2 separate regions of the Pan troglodytes genome follow, and region 1 is linked to region 2. A link is a contact called in public Hi-C data. All regions are on one chromosome and are shown on one strand. The core of a region is the stretch at or near the end of the contact, and the rest is flanking DNA. Distances in the headings are between cores, read along the strand shown.

Region 1 (6,248 bases), core at 3,122-5,621, 160 kb after region 2:
AGTGCGCATCCATGTGACAGTGTTGGATACAAATGATAATGCCCCGGTTTTTGCTCAACGGATTTACCGAGTTAAAGTCCTTGAGAACGTGCCCCCAGGCACCTGGCTGCTTACTGCAACAGCCAGCGACCTGGATGAGGGAATCAACGGAAAAGTGGCATACAAATTCTGGAAAATTAATGAAAAACAATCTCTGCTATTCCAGCTTAATGAAAATACTGGGGAAATATCAACAGCAAAAAGTCTAGATTATGAAGAATGTTCATTTTATGAAATGGAAATACAAGCTGAAGATGGTGGGGGATTGAAAGGGTGGACAAAAGTGCTCATTTCGGTGGAAGATGTAAATGACAATAGACCTGAAGTGACCATTACATCTCTGTTTAGCCCAGTGAGAGAAGATGCACCTCAGGGAACAGTAATTCTTCTTTTCAATGCTCATGACCGAGACTCTGGGAAGAATGGTCAAGTTGTCTGTTCTATCCAGGAGAATCTATCTTTTAAATTAGAAAATTCAGAAGAAGATTATTACAGATTGTTGACGGCTCAAATTCTTGACCGAGAAAAAGCCTCAGAATATAATATCACGGTGACTGCAACAGACAGAGGAACTCCGCCCCTGTCCACAGAAATTCACATCACCCTGCAAGTGACCGACATCAATGATAATCCACCTGCTTTCTCTCAAGCCTCCTACTCAGTCTACCTCCCGGAAAACAACGCCAGAGGTACTTCCATCTTCTCCGTGATTGCCTATGACCCTGATAGCAATGAGAATTCTAGAGTTATTTACTCCTTGGCAGAGGATACCATCCAAGGGTCTCCTCTCTCCACCTATGTCTCTATTAACTCGGACACTGGCGTGCTGTATGCTCTGTGCTCCTTTGACTATGAGCAGTTTAGAGATTTGCAAATGCAGGTGATGGCAAGTGACAGTGGAAGCCCACCACTTAGCAGCAATGTGTCATTGAGACTGTTTGTTTTGGACCAGAATGACAATGCCCCGGAAATCCTGTACCCTGCCCTCCCCACTGATGGTTCTACTGGTGTGGAGCTGGCACCCCGCTCTGCAGAGCCTGGCTACCTGGTGACCAAGGTGGTGGCAGTGGACAGAGACTCAGGCCAGAATGCTTGGCTCTCCTACCGCCTATTCAAGACCAGTGAGCCAGGGCTCTTCTCGGTGGGGCTGCACACAGGTGAAGTGCGCACAGCTCGGGCCCTGCTAGATAGAGATGCGCTCAAACAGAGCCTTGTGGTGGCTGTACAGGACCATGGCCAGCCCCCTCTCTCGGCCACTGTCACGCTCACAGTAGCCATAGCTGACAGCATCCCAGACATCCTGGCTGACCTGGGCAGTCTTCAGATCCCTGCAGACCTGGAGGCCTCAGACCTTACCCTCTACCTCGTTGTGGCTGTGGCAGTCGTCTCCTGTGTCTTCCTCACCTTCGTTATCACGCTGCTGGCCCTCAGGCTGAGGCACTGGCACTCCTCGCATCTGCTGCGGGCTACCAGTGATGGGTTGGCTGGTGTGCCCACCTCACACTTTGTGGGTGTAGATGGGGTTCGAGCTTTCCTACAGACCTATTCTCAGGAGTTCTCCCTCACCGCTGACTCAAGGAAGAGTCACCTGATCTTCCCCCAGCCCAACTATGCAGACACACTCATCAGCCAGCAGAGCTGTGAGAAAAATGAGCCTTTGTGCGTCTCTGTTGATTCCAAGTTTCCTATAGAAGACACCCCTTTGGTTCCGGTGAGTTCATTTTTTTTCTTTCTTTCTTTTCTTTTTTTGTTTTTTGTTTTGTTTTGTTTTTGAGACAGAGTCTTACTCTGTTACCCAGGCTGGAATGCAGTGGTGTGATCTCGGCTCATTGCAACCTCCGCCTCCCAAGTTCAAGCGATTCTCCTGCCTCAGCCTCCCAAGTAGAGTAGCAGGGACTAGAGTAGAGTAGCTGGGACTAGAGTAGAGTAGCTGGGACTACAGGCCTCCCAAGTAGAATAACTGGGACTACAGGCACGTGCCACCACGCCCGGCTAATTTTTTGTGTGTTTTTAGTAGAGACGGGGTGTCACCATGTTGGCCAGGCTGGTCTTGAATTCCTAACCTCAAGTGATCCACCCACCTCAGCCTCCCAAAGCACTGGGATTACAGGCGTGAGCCACTGCGCCTGGCCCTTAACTTTCTATTATAGTTAGCTTTCTCTTTAACTGTCTGTACTTAAGGTAGTATAAGTTGATATTAGTGTGTTTCTCATCACTTTTCACTGGGCCTAATTGTTGCTCCAACACTGAAAGGAGGCATTTATTAGTTATATTTGCTGATATAACTTTCATGTTCTCATAATTAACCTGCTGTCAACATAAACCATACTTCATGGGGTAGCTCTCAGCCTGCATTGACATGGGCTTTTTGGGTAGGGTTGCTTCATTGGTTGCAGTGGACTCATATCATAAAATTCTTACTCCTTTTTTTTTTTTAAGAGATGGGGGTGTCATTCTGTTGTCCAGGGTGGAATGCAGTGGTGTGAGTAAAGCTTACTGCAGTCTCAACCTCCTTCGCTTATGCAATCCTCCCACCTCAGCCTTCACAGTAGCTAGGACTGAGGTGGGAGGGCTAGCAAGCTATGTTGCCCAGACTGGTCTCAAACGATCTTCCTGCTTCAGTTTCCCAAAGCACTGGGTGAGGTGTGAACCACCTCACCCAGCAAATTCTTACTCCTACGATCATTTATTCAGGTCATACTATGTTTGTAAGGGTAAACTGATAAAAAGGTAAATGTATTCTTCTTAGAGAAACAGCTGAAAGCCCAGATTTATTGCTTCTATTCTTCCATTTCTATGACAGGAAAACACCTCTTTGAGGTTATATTTTTCAGATCACAAGTGTGTAAAGTCTGTTTGTGTTTACAGATATTTTCTGACGAAGATTCAAACTTTAGTTATCCACTTCCAAACCCTAGTAAACCAATTTTTTCCCTTTAATGGTGAAAGTTGTCACATCTTTTATTCTCATATCTTCAAAGGTCTCAATTTCCTAATGCTTTAATGTTAAATTATGGAGAATAGTAGGACATTCTTCTTTTCTATAGTATATGCTTGCTCAAGAGAAGTTTCTAAGACTGGACACTGTGAAATGACAAAACAAGGAATTAAAAATATTTCTCTCACATATATTATTTCTGGCTCAATTCTCCAACTTTTGAGTCTAGAAATGAACTTGCATATCAGATATAATTTAAGAAAATATTCTCAGGAACTGCTGGGAAGATTCTAAAACTATTTTACTGTTTTTAGCTATAAGGAAGAGAATAATGTATTATTTAATGTTATTTTAAACATAGTGTTGTTTCAAATAGTAAATAACATTTCACAAGACATTTGAAAATAAGCTTTGAAGTTGACTCAAAATTCTATGCTAAACATGTGATCCATAGATACACTGATGACTGCTGGCATTTCTGTGGAAATGAAGAATTGTTTTATTTGTTTGTAATTATTTGGGTTTCAGTTGCTTTATTTTTAAGAAAAAAAAGCTAAAGTGTCTGGGAATCCTTTATGACATACAGACATTTTAATTATTTCAAACACGTTTTCCCCCTTAAGCGGGTAGCAAAAAAAATAAAGCATACTTCAGGCTCATGTTTTTAACCATGCAACAAGAAAATTGTTACAATTTCTGTTCTGAGGAGTAGCCTTCATACTTAGTATTTATAAATATTGAAATGTGTGTTAATTTGGGGAAAACATAACAGATATCCATGAAGGCTTGTATGTCATGGTAGGTAGTTACTATTCGATACCACAAAAATGTCTCTTGCCCTTAAAACCAGAACACGAGGCTCACCAGACAGATGACTGAATGGAGTATGGAAAATCTTTATTTCTGTTTTTCTTAGGCTATGTAGGACTTAACTTATTGTGCATTGGTAACAGATTGTAGAACATAAGCTGAAAGATAAAATTCTTGACCTTAATGTCTCATCTTAAAAAGAAGCATTGGTTGACATTCTATATCTCGTATTACTTAAAAATAATGGGGGAGCGCTGTGTATATTAAACAAAGATTGGCTTTGTGGTGATCATTGTTGAAGGTGGGGTGATGGCTATGTGAAGGTTCACTATATATACTCCCTACTGTTGTATAAGTTTGAAATTGTGCATAATAGATTTATTTAAAACACGAAGCATAGAAATATCTACTATAATATTATGGTGAGAGCAAAATTTGAGGGGAATGTACACCTGCATTTTCGAAGAATATATACATTTCGGAGACCGAATTCAAAATGAAAAACCGGGCTGCTGTCCCGCACGGAGCCTCTGGGCGCCGCTGTCGGCCAGTGCAGAGCAAGCGCTGACGCCGGGGATCCGTCAGCCTCTGGCCTGGGATTCCCTGCGCAGCCAACAACAGAAAGAAGAAAACCAGCTCCCACACAGAGGCTCCCGGCTGCGCAGACCTTGCCCAGCACAGCGGATCGCTAGCTCCGAGACCCGGGACTCCTCCTGTCCTGGGCCGAATGCTCTTTTAGCGCAGTAGAGTGCACTTTCTCCAACTGGAAAAGCGGGGACCCAGCGAGAACCCGAGCGAACGATGGGAGGGAGCTGCGCGCAGAGGCGCCGGGCCGGCCCGCGGCAGGTGCTATTTCCTTTGCTGCTGCCTTTCTTCTACCCCACCCTGTGTGAGCCGATCCGCTACTCGATTCCGGAGGAGCTGGCCAAGGGCTCGGTGGTGGGGAACCTCGCTAAGGATCTAGGGCTCAGTGTCCTGGATGTGTCGGCTCGCAAGCTGCGAGTGAGCGCGGAGAAGCTGCACTTCAGCGTAGACGCGGAGAGCGGGGACTTACTTGTGAAGAACCGAATAGACCGTGAGCAAATATGCAAAGAGAGAAGAAGATGTGAGTTGCAATTGGAAGCTGTGGTGGAAAATCCTTTAAATATTTTTCATGTCATTGTGGTGATTGAGGATGTTAATGACCACGCCCCTCAATTTGATAAAAAGGAAATACATTTAGAAATTTTCGAATCTGCATCCGCTGGTACACGACTATCGCTTGACCCTGCCACGGATCCTGATATAAACATAAACTCAATTAAAGATTATAAGATAAACTCTAATCCTTATTTTTCATTAATGGTTAGAGTTAATTCCGACGGTGGCAAATACCCAGAGTTATCTCTGGAGAAACTCCTAGACCGGGAAGAACAGAGATCTCATAGCTTGATATTGACTGCCTTGGACGGAGGGGACCCACCAAGAAGTGCCACCGCTCACATAGAAATTTCTGTCAAGGATACCAATGATAACCCCCCGGTTTTCAGCAGAGACGAATATAGAATTAGTCTTAGTGAAAATCTGCCCCCTGGGTCCCCTGTGTTGCAAGTGACAGCCACTGACCAGGATGAGGGGGTCAATGCTGAGATAAACTACTACTTCCGAAGCACTGCCCAGAGCACAAAACACATGTTCTCATTGGATGAGAAAACAGGTATGATTAAGAATAACCAGTCATTTGATTTTGAAGATGTAGAAAGGTACACCATGGAAGTGGAAGCGAAGGACGGAGGTGGTCTCTCTACCCAGTGTAAAGTAATCATAGAAATCCTGGATGAAAACGACAACAGCCCAGAAATAATCATCACTTCTCTCTCTGATCAGATTTTGGAGAATTCACCTCCAGGAATGGTTGTTGCCCTCTTCAAAACACGGGATCTGGATTTCGGAGGAAATGGAGAAGTCAGGTGTAATATAGAAACAGACATTCCATTCAAGATTTATTCTTCTTCCAATCACTACTACAAACTGGTGACTGATGGAGCCCTGGACCGAGAGCAGACACCAGAATACAATGTCACCATCGTAGCCACTGACAGGGGCAAGCCGCCCCTTTCTTCCAGTAGAAGCATCACCTTGTATGTCGCTGACATCAACGACAACGCCCCAGTTTTCGACCAGACGTCCTACGTGGTCCACGTGGCCGAGAACAACCCGCCAGGAGCCTCCATTGCGCAAGTGAGCGCCTCTGACCCGGATTTGGGGCTCAATGGCCACATCTCCTACTCTATAGTGGCGAGTGACCTAGAGCCCCTGGCGGTGTCGTCATACGTGTCAGTGAGCGCGCAGAGCGGGGTGGTGTTCGCGCAGCGCGCCTTTGATCACGAGCAGCTGCGCGCCTTCGCGCTCACGCTGCAGGCCCGCGACCACGGCTCGCCCACGCTCAGCGCCAACGTGAGCCTGCGCGTGTTGGTGGGAG
Region 2 (5,960 bases), core at 891-3,390:
CATATTTGGCTAAACACTTGCAAAGAAATACAGAACATCAATCTATTGAGAGACAAGAAAAAAAATAAGGTACCAAAAGAATGACCTTGTCATAGATTTTCCTGTTTTAGATTTTCCAGTCCCTCCCAAGTCTTTTTCCCTTAGGTTGCTGGAGACAAATTTGTGCTCTTTAATAAATTTCCCTCTAACTAAGAGATCTAAGTGAGGTTTTTGTTGTCAAAAGCATGTTTAGATATTCTTGCATTGTTGATAAGTTAGACCTTTCTTCCTATTGAGTTTTTATTGTGGCTTTTCATATTAGTATGACAACATTTGGGATCAAGGAGGTTGTAAAATATTAGTAGTCTATAAGGGACATGCACTAGCTTTTGTCAGAATATACAATTTTGAGAAAAACTGAAGGATCTTTCCAATGGTACAGTCTTTGAAGTGTTTAATAGAAATTCTTAGAAAATTTTATTATATAAGAGTTTTGAATATCATAAGTGTCATAATAACATTACTGTAAAAAAAACCTTGACAATGAAAAATGTGTGTCTAAAAGAGACATAATCCTTATCTTTAGGATCATCATAATCTTGTTATGTTCTTTCTTTCTATCATATAATATATCCCTTGCTTATGGGTAGCTAAGTAGTTTTGCCATTTAATGAAATGACATTTTAGGTCATTCTGAGTTATTTCACATTACTATTTAAAGGGCATAGGAAATAGCTACCTTATGAACATGCTGTCTTTGTTTATCCATCTTATATAATGAACTTGAATCCCAGAAGAAGAGGGGACTTCTACAGTAGGAGGAGAACCTATCTGTCAGAATGTTTAAATTAATTGTGATTTATTAATGGATCAATTTAACAAATATTTATTGAGCACCTACCATGTGCCAGGGATTATTTTAGATATTGGGGATGCAGCAGTGAACAAAATGAAGTTCTAACATGTGAGGTTGAAACAGAAAGGAAACAACTAAATAAGTACATGTATACTACGTCAGATAATAAATACGAGGGAGACAAGGCAGGGCTGGGTACAGCAGCTCATGCCTATAACCCCAGCACTTTGGGAGGCTGAGGCAGGAGGATTGCTTGAGCTCAGAAATTTGAGACCAGCCCGGGCAACATAGCAAGACCTCATCTTTACAAATAATTAAAACATTAGCCAGGCATGGTGATGCTCAACTGTGGTCCCAGCTACAGTTGCTGAGGTGGGGGGATTGCTTGAGCCTGGGTAGTCAAGGCTGCAATGAGCAGTGATTGTGCCACTGCACTCCCTCCTGGACAACAGAGCAAGACCCCATCTCAAAAAAAAAAAAAAGGAAAAATGAAAAGAAAAAAGAGAAAAAGCAAAGTAAGAGATATAGGAATTGCCTTCATATGTATTTTTCCACAGTTTAAAATTTTCATAAAATCATAACTCTCTGACTTTATGTAGAAAGGATATCACACTGGAATGAACGTGTAGCTTTTTCTTGATGTAATCCAACCAATGGGAGCACAATTCTGGTACATAGGCTGTCTAGAATTTGAAAGAAATCAAAGAATTCATTTTGTTTTGCTGAGAAATTTTTAAGAAATCACATGGCTTTGTGTTATTATTATTACAAGATGACTGATCACTATTATGTCTTCTTTCACTTCTCAATTTCCCTCAGAACGCTACACCCAGATTACAGGTTCTGGAGGGTGGGGACCATGTCTGGGTTGTTTACTGATGTATTTCATAATTTGGCACATAGAGACCAATAATACTCCTTTAAATGAAGAAATTAATAATTACCATTGCGTGATATTGTGATTACATCATTTCCTCCCAATTTCCAAACTCCTAATAGAATAGAGAATAGATCAATTGTAGCAATTCGTTTCGAAGCAAAGACAACGCATGGTGGCGCTGCAGGCTAAGGCTTCAAAAAAAGGAAAAGGAAAAAGCCCATGAAATGCTACTAGCTACTTCAGACCTCTTTCAGCCTAAGAGGAAAGCCTGTTAGCAGAGCACGGACCAGTGTCTCCGGAGAATGCTATTCTCCTACATTTCCGGACAGGTTATCAACGCACAGATCGATCACTGCCTCTGTCCCATCGCTCCCTGAAGTAGCTCTGACTCCGGTTCCTTGAAAGGGGCGTGTACAGAAGTAAAGATGGAGCCTGCAGGGGAGCGCTTTCCCGAACAAAGGCAAGTCCTGATTCTCCTTCTTTTACTGGAAGTGACTCTGGCAGGCTGGGAACCCCGTCGCTATTCTGTGATGGAGGAAACAGAGAGAGGTTCTTTTGTAGCCAACCTGGCCAATGACCTAGGGCTGGGAGTGGGGGAGCTAGCCGAGCGGGGAGCCCGGGTAGTTTCTGAGGATAACGAACAAGGCTTGCAGCTTGATCTGCAGACCGGGCAGTTGATATTAAATGAGAAGCTGGACCGGGAGAAGCTGTGTGGCCCTACTGAGCCCTGTATAATGCATTTCCAAGTGTTACTGAAAAAACCTTTGGAAGTAATTCGAGCTGAACTACTAGTGACAGACATAAACGATCATTCTCCTGAATTTCCTGAAAGAGAAATCACCCTGAAAATCCCAGAAACTAGCTCCCTTGGGACTGTGTTTCCTCTGAAAAAAGCTCGGGACTTGGACGTGGGCAGCAATAATGTTCAAAACTACAATATTTCTCCCAATTCTCATTTCCATGTTTCCACTCGCACCCGAGGGGATGGCAGGAAATACCCAGAGCTGGTGCTGGACACAGAACTGGATCGCGAGAAGCAGGCCGAGCTCAGATTAACCTTGACAGCGGTGGACGGTGGCTCTCCACCCCGATCTGGCACCGTCCAGATCCTCATCTTGGTCTTGGACGCCAATGACAATGCCCCGGAGTTTGCGCAGGCGCTCTACGAGGTGCAGGTCCCAGAGAACAGCCCAGTAGGCTCCCTAGTTGTCAAGGTCTCTGCTAGGGATTTAGACACTGGGACAAATGGAGAGATATCATACTCCCTTTATTACAGCTCTGAGGAGATAAACAAACCTTTTGAGCTAAGCAGCCTTTCAGGAGAAATTCGACTAATTAAAAAACTAGATTTTGAGACAATGTCTTCGTATGATCTAGATATAGAGGCATCTGATGGCGGGGGACTTTCTGGAAAATGCTCTGTCTCTGTTAAGGTGCTGGATGTTAACGATAACTTCCCGGAACTAAGTATTTCATCACTTACCAGCCCTATTCCCGAGAATTCTCCAGAGACAGAAGTGGCCCTGTTTAGGATTAGAGACCGAGACTCTGGGGAAAATGGAAAAATGATTTGCTCAATTCAGGATGATGTTCCTTTTAAGCTAAAACCTTCTGTTGAGAATTTCTACAGGCTGGTAACAGAAGGGGCGCTGGACAGAGAGACCAGAGCCGAGTACAACATCACCATCACCATCACAGACTTGGGGACTCCAAGGCTGAAAACCCAGCACAACATAACAGTGCTGGTCTCCGACGTCAATGACAACGCCCCCGCCTTCACCCAAACCTCCTACACCCTGTTCGTCCGCGAGAACAACAGCCCCGCCCTGCACATCGGCAGCGTCAGCGCCACAGACAGAGACTCAGGCACCAACGCCCAGGTCACCTACTCGCTGCTGCCGCCCCAGGACCCGCACCTGCCCCTCGCCTCCCTGGTCTCCATTAACACAGACAACGGCCACCTGTTCGCCCTCAGGTCGCTGGACTACGAGGCCCTGCAGGCTTTCGAGTTCCACGTGGGCGCCACAGACCGCGGCTCCCCGGCGCTGAGCAGCGAGGCGCTGGTGCGAGTGCTGGTGCTGGACGCCAATGACAACTCGCCCTTCGTGCTGTACCCGCTGCAGAACGGCTCCGCGCCCTGCACCGAGCTGGTGCCCCGGGCGGCCGAGCCGGGCTACCTGGTGACCAAGGTGGTGGCGGTGGACGGCGACTCGGGCCAGAACGCCTGGCTGTCGTACCAGCTGCTCAAGGCCACGGAGCCCGGGCTATTCGGCGTGTGGGCGCACAATGGCGAGGTGCGCACCGCCAGGCTGCTGAGCGAGCGCGACGTGGCCAAGCACAGGCTAGTGGTGCTGGTCAAGGACAATGGCGAGCCTCCGCGCTCGGCCACCGCCACGCTGCAAGTGCTCCTGGTGGATGGCTTCTCCCAGCCCTACCTGCCGCTCCCAGAGGCGGCCCCGGCCCAAGCCCAGGCCGACTCGCTTACCGTCTACCTGGTGGTGGCGTTGGCCTCGGTGTCGTCGCTCTTCCTCTTCTCGGTGCTCCTGTTCGTGGCAGTGCGGCTGTGCAGGAGGAGCAGGGCGGCCTCGGTGGGTCGCTACTCGGTGCCCGAGGGCCCCTTTCCAGGGCATCGGGTGGACGTGAGCGGCACCGGGACTCTGTCCCAGAGCTACCAGTACGAGGTGTGTCTGACGGGAGGCTCTGAAAGTAATGATTTCAAGTTCTTGAAGCCTATATTCCCCAATATTGTAAGCCAGGACTCTAGGAGGAAATCAGAATTTCTAGAATAATGTAGGTATCTGTAGCTTTCCTACCGTCTGTTAATTTTGTCTTCCTCACTTTTCACCTTAGTTTTTTTTAACCCTTTAGTAATCTTGAATTCTACTTTTTAAAAAATTTCTACTGTTGTCTTTAGTAATGTTACTCATTTCCTTGGTCTGATTGTTAGATAGTTTTCAAATTATTGTATTATTATAAATATTTTATATCAGGAAAGTTCATATTTCTGAATAAATTAATAGTATTCATTCCTGAAGGGTAATATGAAAGTTAACCCCACCTAATAAACATAACTCTAATTCTGAAAGTACCTTTCACACTATATGACACTACATAAGAATGTATGATTTTTGAAGTCATATTTTAAGGTTTTTTATAGTTTTTCTTATTCACACAGCTCTGACTTTTTGACAAAAGTTTGGGGTGTAATCATTTCATATTTATCCATGTGTAATTTCTTCCAAGCTTCATATTTGGAGTTTTGTTTTTTCCAATAAGGAGCAACATGGATAAGTTTAAGCTACTCTTTTCAAGATCACACTTGTAAGCATTAGATTTTCATTCTAAAACACATATGTCATCTCATAAAAATATATCTGCATAGTGTATTCTTTCTCATGTAAATTAACATAGAAAAGACTAATGGGTTCTTCCTTATCTCTATCTAATGTTATGATCCTATTTGGGGGACTGGACAGGCTTTCTAATACCCAGATTTACTGTGTTTAAGGTGTTCGTATAAGGCCAATAGACACTAGGACCAAGTAATGCATCTCCTGCAATTTCCTCTTTCCACAGCAGGAAAATCTTAACTGAGTTCCAAACTCTGGGCTTAGAGGAGTTTCTGATGGTACAGTATGCCACCATCTACTTGTCTTTGGATGGCAACATTGTTCTGATTCATAAGGAATTTGAAAGAAAATACATTGTAGAATTCATATTAAACAAAATTTATTAAAGGATATGTTGGTGAAGGAGTTGAATTATTTGAGGAAAAAACATCTGCTCTCTTGTCAGGACTTTTCTGTCTCCAGGAGCTTCTCAACTTTGCAGATACTCTAGAATGGTATTGCATGCAAAATAATGACCGCCAAGATGTTCCTGCCCTAATCCCCAGAACCTATGAATATGTTATATTGCAAAGAAATTAAGGTTCAAACAGAATTAAGGTTGCCAATCAGCTAAACGTAAAATAGGGAGATTCTCCTAGATAATCTGGGTGGGTCTATTTCAATCAGTGGAAAGGCCATAAAAGCAGAGTTGAGTCTTCCCTGAGATGAAAAAGAAATTTTGTTTAAGGACAGCAGCTTCAGCTTATGCCCCAGAATTCCAGTCTGCCCCTCGTAACTGCCTGCTGTACAGATTTTGGACTTGTCCAGCCACGTTTCAAAACTGAATAAGTCACTTTCTTGCAATAAATTGATTACTATACATCTGCTGCCTGTTTCTCTGGCTGAACTCCAACTA

The links. Hi-C and Micro-C count contacts between places; a contact is called where the count stands out from the background.
Region 1: a contact with region 2 is called in a Hi-C map of induced pluripotent stem cells, with 2.5 times the contacts expected there. The contact joins the promoter of PCDHGB6 here to the promoter of PCDHB15 in region 2. A contact is called at or near these places in 3 of 7 Hi-C or Micro-C datasets (induced pluripotent stem cells and stem cell-derived neural progenitor cells) and 1 of 1 datasets of contacts at active chromatin or transcription factors (stem cell-derived excitatory neurons).

Annotation. Positions count from the first base shown.
Region 1 is chr4:139,125,120-139,131,367 of NHGRI_mPanTro3-v2.0_pri, forward strand. It overlaps PCDHGB6 (protocadherin gamma subfamily B, 6), which reads left to right and starts at 4,372. Exons shown (of 4, transcript NM_001082566.3): 1 at 4,372-6,248. The coding sequence starts at 4,589. All of the region lies in intron 2 of PCDHGA1 (protocadherin gamma subfamily A, 1), which reads left to right. All of the region lies in intron 1 of PCDHGA2 (protocadherin gamma subfamily A, 2), which reads left to right. All of the region lies in intron 1 of PCDHGA3 (protocadherin gamma subfamily A, 3), which reads left to right. It also overlaps PCDHGB1, PCDHGA4, PCDHGB2, PCDHGA5, PCDHGA6 and PCDHGA7, and 4 more genes.
Region 2 is chr4:138,965,538-138,971,497 of NHGRI_mPanTro3-v2.0_pri, forward strand. PCDHB15 (protocadherin beta 15) reads left to right here and starts at 2,141. Exons shown (of 1, transcript NM_001013011.2): 1 at 2,141-4,800. The coding sequence starts at 2,141. The coding sequence ends at 4,504.